2 separate regions of the Mus musculus genome follow, and region 2 is linked to region 1. A link is a contact called in public Hi-C data. All regions are on one chromosome and are shown on one strand. The core of a region is the stretch at or near the end of the contact, and the rest is flanking DNA. Distances in the headings are between cores, read along the strand shown.

Region 1 (5,836 bases), core at 545-3,044:
GACTTTGTATTCATATCATATGTAACATAGGTCCCATCATCCTGGAACAGTGGTTCTATAGGAGCCACGAGCGAGGTCATCTGTGCAGGCTCCTCTCGATACACAGACATTTCACCCTCATGATTTCTAGCTGCGGGGATTTGATGATCTTTGTTTCTGCCAATTTTATGTCAAGAAAAGTTCAAATCTCCCTCCTGTTCACCTCTTTTCGGTCACTCAGAGTCCCGTGTGATCTCTGATGTTGTATTTGCCTCTCAGCCACCTTGGCCACATTTCCAAAACCCTGGGTTTCCTGGGAGAATCCAGTAAAAGAAAGGGCTGAAATGATACCTGGCTAACCAGTGACCCAGTTGTGTATCCAAGGAGCCGGTGCTCACCACTCGGGGAACCAGAGTGATCGGGAGCAGACTGACCTCGTGACCTAAAGTGGGTGTGAACTCTCACCTAGAAAACCTAGGGTACCTTTGAAACCTGTAATGGTCATTTATTGCATGAATTGGAGTATCCCCCTGCAGGTGAGAGGATGCTATCCTACGTACAAGCATCAGACAACTATGCTGAAATGTCACTCCTCCTCTCATTTGAAAGTACTGACAACTATTTATACCTAGAGTTCTGAAGAACTGTATTTGAGGGTGTCAAATCAAGCTTGTAATTTAAAATCTACACCAACAAAATGTCTCCGAGAATTTATTTGAACCCTTTGGGTGTTGGGGGACGTGCTTGAAAGCAAACTATAATGCCAGAGGTCGGGCCAGTCCCTGAAGGAGATGCCAGCTATTTGGAGCAAGTCTTTTTTTTTTTTAATTACATTCACATATTTTGGGGAGGGACCACAATTGTGCCACAGTGTCCATGTGGAGGTCAGAAGAACACTTAACGGAGTCGCTTCTCTCCTTCCACCATTAGGGTCCAGAGGCTCAAACTCAGGTCATGCGCTTGAGAGCAAGCGCTTTCTCCCACTGAGCCATCTTATCACCTCTATTTTGAGGACATCGTAACGTCCCTAAGTAACAGTTCTCAGCTTTTAAAATACCTCTCTGCCTGACTAGTAACCAGGCTCCACTCTCAAGTGCTGCATCCTTTTAGACTTGAAAATCAAGTCCAGAGTCTGATTTTATCAGTCTGTGAATTGGGGTGTGAGAGGTGCTGAGGAGCTGAAGTTTGAAGGTCAGGCTTATTTTGCAAGGGCAGATGTGATTTGGGTCTCCTGAATGGCAGGACAACATAGCCTAAGGGGAGCAGTGAGGAAGGACTGGGTGGGGCCAGGGTGGGGCGGTGGGTGTTGAACAGAGGGAAAATGGAGACCAAAGAAGCCTTCGGCTGGTGACCTCCTTTCCTGACACTGGCCTTTGTGACACTCACTCCCCATACATAGGCGGGTTATTTTTCATTATTAGCATCTATTAATACTGGGTTTCATTATGACACTTGCATACGTGTAGATAATGCATTTTGAGCATCTTCATTACCTGGTACACTCTTGTTCCCCTCCGTCCCTGCTCATCCCCTTCGAGAGGCTGGGTTCTTCATCCTACTGCTAGCAGGCAGACCTCTGTAAGCTCTCATTGCTTTGGGCACAGTTGATCTTGTGTGGCGTTTGTAGTATTTTGACATTGATGCATTCTGTGTCTGAATAAGCACATGTACATCTCTAAGCCACAGGTTTGGTGATGCTCGGCTCCACTACACTTCTGTTTCCCTCACATGACCTGCACCTGCAGAGACTGTACGAGTGCCTCTGGGGCTTTTGGACTTTAATAGCAATGTAGTAAGCTGGGCGTGGCTTTGTGTCTGGTGCTGAGCAGCTCGTGTTTGCTGCCTTCTGCCCCCTTACACACATCAGATTGCCAGCCCTGTAAGCACAGTGAGAGGGCTGGGGGCCCCACTCGGCTTAAAGAGCTTGCGTCTGATAAGGGAATGTATTTGTAAAGAAGGAACCAAAAAGAAACTAGGTAACAACGTGCTACCTAGAGGATTGGAAATTCAAGTTCTTTCATTCTGCACTGTTGGGAATAAAGGAACTCACAGCAGCTGATAGGAAAGTCAAGCAGCCATCTTTCCTGACTGCCAAAGGTCTGGTGGTTACTATGTAACCAGTACTGCATCACAGCCGCTGTGAGCACTGCTCAGTTGGTAGCAGGCAGGTTTCTAGCAGTGGGAATCATCTCAGCCAAAGCTTGCTGTTCAAAACAGAAGGGTTCAGGCTGGTGCTTGTTTGCCCCTTGTGCACAAGACAGTGTCAGATAAATAAGTAAAGTCTTAATTGCCCTGAATTGAAAACCACCTCACAAGGAAAACTAGGGCTAGAGAGTGTTGCCAGTCAATATGGCAGTCATTTAAGAAGTACTCAGGGCACAAAATGCTCTTAAAAAAAAAAAAAGTACTGCTGGCCCATTTTATGAGACCAATAGTGAAACAAGATAAAGACAGTGAGAAAACCAAGAAGCTAAAGTCACTATTGCTAGTCCACCACTATGTCCAAAATCTTTTAAAGAAAATAGTTGCTAGGACAGAGTCAGAGAGGCAGGGACAGCTCAGCCAGTAAAGCACCTGCCTGGCCAGTAAATACAAGGACCTCAGGATCCCACGTGAAAACGCACTTGCAGTCTCTGTGTAGGAAAGTAGAGGCAGGAGGATGCCCACGTCTCCTGGCCAGCCAGCCTAGTTGGTTATTCCCAGACCAGCCAGAGATTGTCGCCTGTGTTTTTGAAGGTGACAACCTAGGCTGGGTTACACATTGAGACCTTGTCTCAAGAAACCAAACCGAGTATATGGCTCAGTAATAGACTGTTGGCCATTCACAGAGCCAATTGTTCATAGAGGTAACAGACATGATTCAAATTCAAATTGCAGCAATTTTTAGAAATTGACAGTTTAAAATGCTTGAGAGACAGCTGACCTAGAAGATGGTTGGAGGCCCTTTGCCTGTTTTTCAACGTTTTGTTCTACAGCAGTCAGACTGGTGTCTAGGGAGACCTAAAGGCCACATGAGCACACCCAAGTGATCCACAAAGGAGCCAGGCCCTTTCAACAAATAACACTGTCAAAATTGCACGTCTAGTCGTGAAACTAATTAGCATAAACAATTAAATCTGAAATGAATAGGCTTCAGGCCTGGAACCTAAAACTATAGGGTCACTAGAAGAACCCAGGATTAGCTTGGTAACTTTTGTATAAAAAGGGATTTCTTAGAGCACAGTAAGAGAGGGTAAAAGGGAAGTGATAGTTGGACTTTTTAAAAATGTGCTTTTCATATAATGTTAGGAAAATGAGAGGCAGTAATCAGATGCAAGACAATAGTCACAATGTTTTTGTAAAGTTGTGTTGGTGTGGGCAGTGGGTCCTTGCCCATGTGTGTGTGGAAGCCGGGGACACTTTTAAAAGTCAGTTCTTTCCTTCCACCATTTGGTCCTGGGGATCAAATTCAAGTCATTAGGTTTGACAGTCAGAGCCTCACAATGAATTCATTGAAGACCTTATAAATTTAGAATATATATATATATATATATATATATATATATATATACATATATATATTCAGAATTATGACAACTTTGAAAGGCCTCATAAGAGAGAACATATAAATAGCCAATGAGTACATGAAAAGATACTGACTCTTAAAAGTCACCAAGAAAATGCAAATGAGCGAGCTTCCTCTGCACACTTAAAATGTCCAGACTGCATGGACAGACAGACAGTGCAAGGACAGTTCTACATAAGGAATTTGGTGTGACATTGGTAGAACATATGGGGGTGGGAAATTATGGTCACCATATGGAAAATTATGGGTGTAAAAAAGGTATCGATCGTTCTTTTGTGATTAAACGAAGATTAGGAAAAGACTAGGAGGGTCTTTGAAGGGCTTTGAGGAATGTGCAGGTAGCGATGCTAAAAGGCTGAGCTGTGATCTATCAGGAAGGAGGAAGGGTACCCGTTCTCTATCACTGCTCAGCATAGCAAGGAAGATAAAGTTGAAGAAAGTAGATGGGAGAAACAGACATCCAGTTTGGAAGACAGGAAGGAAAACTTCACAGATGACAGCAAAGAAGCCACATGAAAGCTCCAGACTGACAAATTCAAAGGTGTTGCCGAGTTCAAGGTCATGCACACACACACACACACACACACACACACACACACACACACACAATCTGTTGTTTCTATGCATCTCGATTAATGATCTGAAAAAGATTTGTTCACAGGAGCATTTAAAAGACTGGACTAGGGCTGGAGAGATGGCTCGGGGGTTAGGAGCACTGACTGCTCTTCCGAAGATCCTGAGTTCAAATCCCAGCAACCACATGGTAATTCACAACCATCCGTAACGAGATCTGACACCCTCTTCTGGTGTGTCTGAAGACAGCTACAGTGTACTTCCATATAATAAATAAATAACTTTAGAAAAAAAAAAAAAAAAGACGGGCTTATTATGTGCTGAAAACTTCAAAACATGGCCAAGGAGACCAATCAGTGCAGACTGAGTCCGAGTGGGTTCACGTGTAGGAAGACATTGTATGGGCCACAGCTACCTCCTGAGTCTGTACAGTCTCTCAGAATCCCAGTAACATACTACTTAGGGATGTGCCAAATGTCACTGCTGGAGAGATAGCTCATCCGCTAAAGCCACCTAGCCTGTTAATCCCTGGGACCCACAATGGCTTCCTCGAGTTATCCTCTGACCACCAGAAACATGGTAAAGGACCCTTCGCACCCCCACCCCCAGACAAATAATTTTAAACCAATCTTCACCAATGTTCACAGCTGCCTTAACTGTGGAAACCCAGACCTGGAAACACAGTGCAGCTGAGCACTCCAGCAACAAAACACTCAGATAACTTTGAGTAGTTATATGAATGAATCTCAGATTAAAAAAAAAAAAAAAAAAAGCAATTTTCTCACGGTGGCAGAAACAAACGGGCCCCAGAGTGTGAAGGTTGCATAGCAGTGGGGCCATGGCAAATCTAGGGACTCATGGAAACCGATGCTATGAATGTGCTGCTGATTTCATAGGTAGGTACATCTCTCAAAACTTGCAGAGCAATGCGTGCTCTGAATGGAAGCAAGTACAAACGGTGCCTCAATATCACTGCTAAAAAATATATTCTGTTTGTAGCTTCAAGGTGAGGAAGAGTCCTACTCTTTGGACGGCTTATTCCCTTTTGAGGTGGTTGCTTTGTTAGAACAAAAGCTCTGGTGGCTTCCTTGTACCTCCGTTCTACAATACCTGTTTTGACATACAAGGGTAGCTACCCAACCAGCCGCTATTAGGATGTCTCGATAAACTCAGTGGTTCAGAACACCCCCACCCCATCATAACTCTGCTGACTGTTTGTAGATCCCTTTATTTCCTTCTTGAGTGTTGAGCTGCTGACCTAAGTAATTAAGAGGCGGAGGCAGGAGGATGGCAAGGTCTGGGCCAGCTTGGACTACAATAGAGACCCTGGGGTTTTGTTGTACTTTTATTTTTTGTTTTATTATTCTATATGATGCAGCAGTTCAGATTCCAAAGCCAATCTAATTATAGTCTGTAAGGACAGCCATATCCCTTTGGCTGGAATATATTGATCAAAAGTGAGCTTTCATAATTTCATTGCTTAATTGATTTGGATCAAAGGTCAGGCAGGAGATGTGCACTTAAGGAGAAAGAGCTGACATCATCCCTCGCCCGTTAGAATGATGGAGCCCTAAATGGCTGGCTCTCACTTTCTAAGTACATGACCTGGAATTGACTATGTATAAACCAAGCAAGAAAAACACCCTGAGCTTCCAAGGCCAAAAGCAGGTCCACACGTGGCTATACATGAATGTAATCCTTTTCCCTTTTTTGTAAAGG
Region 2 (5,426 bases), core at 1,074-3,573, 220 kb after region 1:
GTTCTGCTCCCTTTATCCCACACATCATCCCCCTTACCCATCAATGCACTGCCGCCTCAGTTAATAAAGACAGTCGACTTGGCAGGATCTAGAGTTTCCTAGGACACAGATCTCTGGGCGTGCCTGCGAGGTGCTTCTAGAATGGGGTAATTTGGTGGGAGGGCCAACCCTAGATGTGGGCGGCACCTTCCGGTGGACTGGGGTCCTGGACTGAAGAAAAAGGAAGAGGCAAGCTGAGAAGGCCTTCATCTCCCCCTGCTTCCTCCACTAAGGCGGGCTGTGACTTTTCTAGGGAATGATTCTCGGGGCAGAGGCCTAGACTGCGCCAGTGACAGCTGCCTCTCAGACTCCCATACCTTCAAGCTGTGAGCCGAAATCAAACCCTTCCGTTCCTTCCTTCAGTTGCTTTTATTAGAGCAACAAGAAAAGTTACTTCCCGCGCAAGTTTCTGGTTGTGTCATGGGATGCAGACTCATGTGGCACGTTGCTGAGGTAAGACCCAGGGGAGGACACGTGAAAGCTAGCTTTGCAATGCTTAGTTGGTCTCAAGTCCTCACTGATCTTCACTTCATTGAGAGAGGCACAGTATCCTGACACTACTAATCTGGACTGCTGGTATCATGATGAACAGAGATTGGAGTTGCCCCAAAGAACTACTTCTAAACAGGCCCACGTCCCCTTGTCCTGTTTACCATCTTTTCTCCCCTACTTTTGGATGGTGGGCTAGAAGGGGGGGTGCCGGAGAGTTTGAGAACCCCTTATTAAAAGTGGGTTTTGAAAACTCTAAGCCTACAGTTATTAATGCACCGAGCAGGCCAGGCTTCACCATTCTTCTGTTTTGCATATGAAAAATCCACATAGCCTGGAGTAGTGGTGATGCCTTTAATCCCAGGATTCAGGAGGCAGAGGCAGGCAGATCTCTGTAAGTTCGAGGCCAGCCTGGTCCACATAGTGAGTTCTAGAACAGCCAAGATAGCATAGAGAGACCCTACTTGAAAGAAAGAAAGAAAGAAAGAAAGAAAGGAAGGAAGGAAGAAAGAAAGAAAGAAAGAAAGAAAGAAAGAAAGAAAGAAAAGAAAGATAGAAAGAAAATGCCTCAGGGTGTGTATGTGTGTGCGTGTATGCATGTATGTGTATATGTGTTTATATGTATGTGTGTATATATAAATACACACACATATATATGTATAGATATACGATATATACATATATATACATTGGATGTGTGTATGTATACATGTGTATATATGAAAATGTATACACGCTATATAGATCTGTGTGTATGTGATCATGTTAAATTCCTGCCTTCCAAGTGCTGGATTTATAGGTATGAGCCACTATGCCTGACTTTCATTCCAAATATTATTCAGAATTTACTACTATGTCAGATTTAATATGTCAGTGATAGTGGATTTGCAGTTTAGGGGAAATGAGATACGAATTAAATGAGTAGATACAGTCATTAGACTGTGGTACTGGCCTTGAAGATAGTGTGAGAAGTGTTAGTGGATGGCAGAAGGAGCTGAGTTTTGCAGGTCAGGGACTTTCCCTGAGCAGTGATTGATGGGAGCGCTGCTATTTGAAGGGTGAATGGGTTGAAACGGATAGAGAGGAACGGGGAGAAATTCACTCGGTGGACGGAACTGGAAAGAGTGACTTCCTGAAGGTGAGGAAGAGTTTGTGGGTGGGTCTGAGGAGTTGGGTGTTCAATGGGACCTTGGGCATCCATGAACGACTAAGTGGTTTTAAACTGGCTGCCCTGAGCAGGATGGATTGATGGGAGAAAGCTGTTTAGGAAGGAGGAGGAAGGGAGTTCCCATCAGTCGAGAGAGAAGTGGAAAAGGGAAAAGTGGGAGGAATGGCAGGAGGTGTTTTGGCTTAGAAATTGAGGACATGAAAACCTACCGGAAACGGAAGGCTCATAGCCTGCACTTTTCCTTTCTTCCTTTGCATCAAAATGGTCTGTGATTGTCACCTTCCCTCCAACTGCAGCCTCACAAAGTGGGACCTAACTTCAGGGCTGCTCGTCCCGGTGACCCTGCTCCCCAGGCAGACCTGCAGTTCTCAGATCTCCCGGGAGGTGGCAGCAAATGGAAACTAGCCGTTCACTTCCCCATCGCCCAGCCTAGCTTCCCGCCCAGGACTTCTTGGAAAATTCCTCCCCCCAACCCCCCATTCCAGTTTCTCTAAAAAGGTCTTTCTGAGCAGCCTCGGCCGCCTGAGGGTGTGACTTATCCGGGGAATGTTTCCCGGGACAGAGGCCTCGACTGAGTCAGTAATTTTTGTGGCGGGCCCTCCTTTATTTTTGGTTGCGGCCGCTTTACACAGGCTTCCTGCGACAGCGCTGTCCTTTCCCAGCCAAGCTGCCGACCAACAGGGACATTCTTTCTAGACTACCTCAGACCTGAGGGTCAAAGAATGAGACAGGCTGAGCCCAGGTGATTCTGGAGGTGGGGGTAGACCTGGGAACGCGGTTAAAGTCTGAGCCTGCCCAGAGAGGAAGACGGGCTCCAACAGGCTATGGGATAGGCTCACAAGTGTGTAAGCAAAAGGCTGAGATTTATCAAGTAAGGTAAGGGGCAAAGAAGGAGGGTAGGCTAGCTAGCAGGTAAAGAAGTACAGCACGCATGCCATAGCCAAAGGAGCAAACTTCAGAATCCAGGGCCTGCCCTAGCCCCAGGGCTGTTTTTTGTAATTTAGTGTGCAGAGCTGAATCTACTACATGACAACCCTTGGAGGATCTGTCTTTCTTGCCAATCTGACAGGTCTGTCCTTTTCCTCCTCCTCCTGCTTTTGTTTGTTTGTTTGTTTTGTTTTGTTTTGTTTTCAGATCTCATTTGGCCCAGGCTAACCTCAAACTCACTCTAAACGTCATCTTGCCTGCCTCCACCTCCTGAGTACTGGGATTATAGGTATGCACACCTCGCCTGGTTCACTCAGTGTTCGGAATTGAGCCTGGGGAATCTGTGCATCTATCTGCTCAGTTCAGCAAACGTGAGCCGAAGATCTGAGGTGCATAGCTGTGTGTGAGAGTCGGCGCTACATGGCTGTAACAAGGTACCTGACAGAATCCACTTTGAAAAGGAAATCCATTATTTTGGCTCCTGATTTCAGAAGTTTCAGTCCACGGTTGTCCGCCCTCTGCTCTGAGCCTGTGGTGGCACAGGTCATGACGGTGATCACACAGAGCAGAAGAGGCGCATTCACCTCGTGGCAGCTGGGAAGCAGAGAGAAAGGAAGGGGCCTCAGAGCACCCTCGGACACCTAACTTCCTTCTATCGGGCACCACCCCAGCAACATCACAGGCTGGTGACCAAGTTTCTAACACACAGACCTTGGGGGAACATTTGGGACCAGAATTATGGCAACAGCGCATCCATCCTTTAATCCAAAGACTCTGCAAGGATATCATGATTTATACTATCAGATACTGCTAATTTTGAACCCTGATGCTCACAGATCATCTCTAACAGGCCTTGTAGAATAGTTCCATGTTTTTGGTATCTTGGATTTCCTGGTACTAGCAAACATGATATGATTTTGTCTATGGCCACTTCTCTTTGCCTCCAGCTTCCTGTGTTCCAGCCACCTTGAATAACTTGAAATTGTCAGCCAGCTATCTATCTACCTATCTATCTATCTATCTATCATCTATCTATTATCATCTATTTATCTATATATCTCTATCTCTATCTCACACCCACATTTTTGCTAATTGCCTCTATTACCTGAGATAGTTCTTGACCAGTTACAGCAGGCACGGTTCTCCAGAGCAGTAGAACCAGAAGGGTACGTGTATAAACTAGGAGAAGTTCCACAGTCCGCGGTCTGCTGGTTAGTGACATAATTCAGTCTGAGTCCCAGGACCTGAGAACAAGGAGCACTGACTGGTGTTGAAGGGGAGGGAATATGGATGTTCTGACCCCAAAACAATAACTACACGTATACTTTGTGATGGTGAGTGTGACTTGTCAACCTGGCACAATCTAGAGGATCTGGAAGTTGGGTGTGTGCATGTGTGTGTATGTGTGTGCACTCGTTGGGTGTGTGCATGTGTGTGTATGTGTGTGCACTCGTTGGGTGTGTGCATGTGTGTGTATGTGTGTGCACTCATTGGGTGTGTGCATGTGTGTGTATGTGTGTGCACTCACCCGTGGAAGATAGTCTTGATTGTGTTCAGAGGTGGGAAGCTACCTCTGTGGGGGAGCCATTCCCTGACAGAGGTCCTGAATTGTGTAACTGGAGAAAGATTGCTGAGCAGTTGACAGACATGTGTTCATCCCACTCTGCTTCCTGTTGGAGAGGCAGTGTGACCAAGCTGCCTTGTCGTTTCTGCCGTGGGCCGGGCATCTGGAACTGTGAGCTGAAATAAGCCCTTTCTCTCTGGAGTTGATTTTGTCAGGGTGCTTTATCACAGCAACAAAAAAGGAATGAGGGGCTGGAGAGACGGCTCGGCGGTTAAGAGCTCTTCCAGAGGACTTGAGTTCATTTCCTAGCAACCACATGGTGGCTCACAACCATCTGTAGTGGGATCTGATGCTCTCTTCTGGTGTGTCTGAAAATAGCAACAGTGTACTCACAGACATGAAATAGACAAATAAATACATCTTAAAAATAAATAAATAAATAAATCTTAGAAGAAGAAGAAGAAGGAGGAGGAGGAGGAGGAGGAGGAGGAGGGGAGGGGGAGGAGGAAGAAGAGGAAGAGGAGGAGGAGAAGGCATCCATCATCTCCCCTTTTGCTTTACTCAGGACTTCAAGGGTTTTCCCTGCAGTGCATGCACACACACTGTTCATTAAGTTCTCTATCCTCTAGACCACTAGGAACTTTGTGCACACACACAATCACAGAGGAAAATTTGATTCATTTTATCTCATGGAAGAACCTAGAAGATGATGTGTTAAGTAAAACCACACACACACACACACACACACACACACACACACACACAGACACAAAGGAAAATTTGGTTCATTCTATCTCATGGAAGAACCCAGAAGATGATGTGTTAAGTAAAACAAGCCAGTCTCTCTCTCTCTCTCTCTCTCTCTCTCTCTCTCTCTCTCTCTCTCTCTCTCTCTCTCTCTCTCTCTTTCTCTCTCTCTCTCTCTCTCTCTCTCTCTCTCTGTCTCTGTCTCTCTGTCTCTCTCTCTCTCTCACATACACAAGACAAATATTATGTTATTCTATCTCTACTGAGAGGTCTACATTGACCAAACTCATAGAAATGAAAAGTAGAATGTCAGCTGCCAAGATGTGGAGAGAGGGCAGAGGGGGAGTAGTGGCCGAGTGGTTATGGTAGAATCTCAGTTTTGTAAGGTAAAGAGCTCTCACAATAGATGGTGGGGATGGCCGCATGTCAACGTAAAGGTACCTAATGCCTCTAGACTCTATGCTGAAAATGGTTACTGTTGGGGCTGATGAA

The links. Hi-C and Micro-C count contacts between places; a contact is called where the count stands out from the background.
Region 2: a Hi-C map of the G1E-ER4 cell line shows a contact between it and region 1, with 6 times the contacts expected there. The contact joins two enhancer-like sites. A contact is called at or near these places in 13 of 484 Hi-C or Micro-C datasets (the G1E-ER4 cell line, the HL-1 cell line, the N1E-115 cell line and 5 more).

The regions. Positions count from the first base shown.
Region 1 is chr1:179,626,802-179,632,637 of GRCm38.p6, forward strand. It overlaps Cnst (consortin, connexin sorting protein), which reads left to right. Exons shown (of 11, transcript NM_146105.3): 11 at 1-672. Among named protein-coding and RNA genes, the nearest start is that of Sccpdh, 39 kb to the right of the region's middle. Within about 2 kb of position 1,795, at least 21 of the 459 cell types and tissues checked have an H3K27ac peak or open chromatin away from gene starts, as enhancers often do. A contact at or near this core is called in the G1E-ER4 cell line, where this site is marked.
Region 2 is chr1:179,845,813-179,851,238 of GRCm38.p6, forward strand. No RefSeq gene overlaps it. Among named protein-coding and RNA genes, the nearest start is that of Gm31668, 30 kb to the right of the region's middle. Within about 2 kb of position 2,324, at least 166 of the 459 cell types and tissues checked have an H3K27ac peak or open chromatin away from gene starts, as enhancers often do. A contact at or near this core is called in the G1E-ER4 cell line, where this site is marked.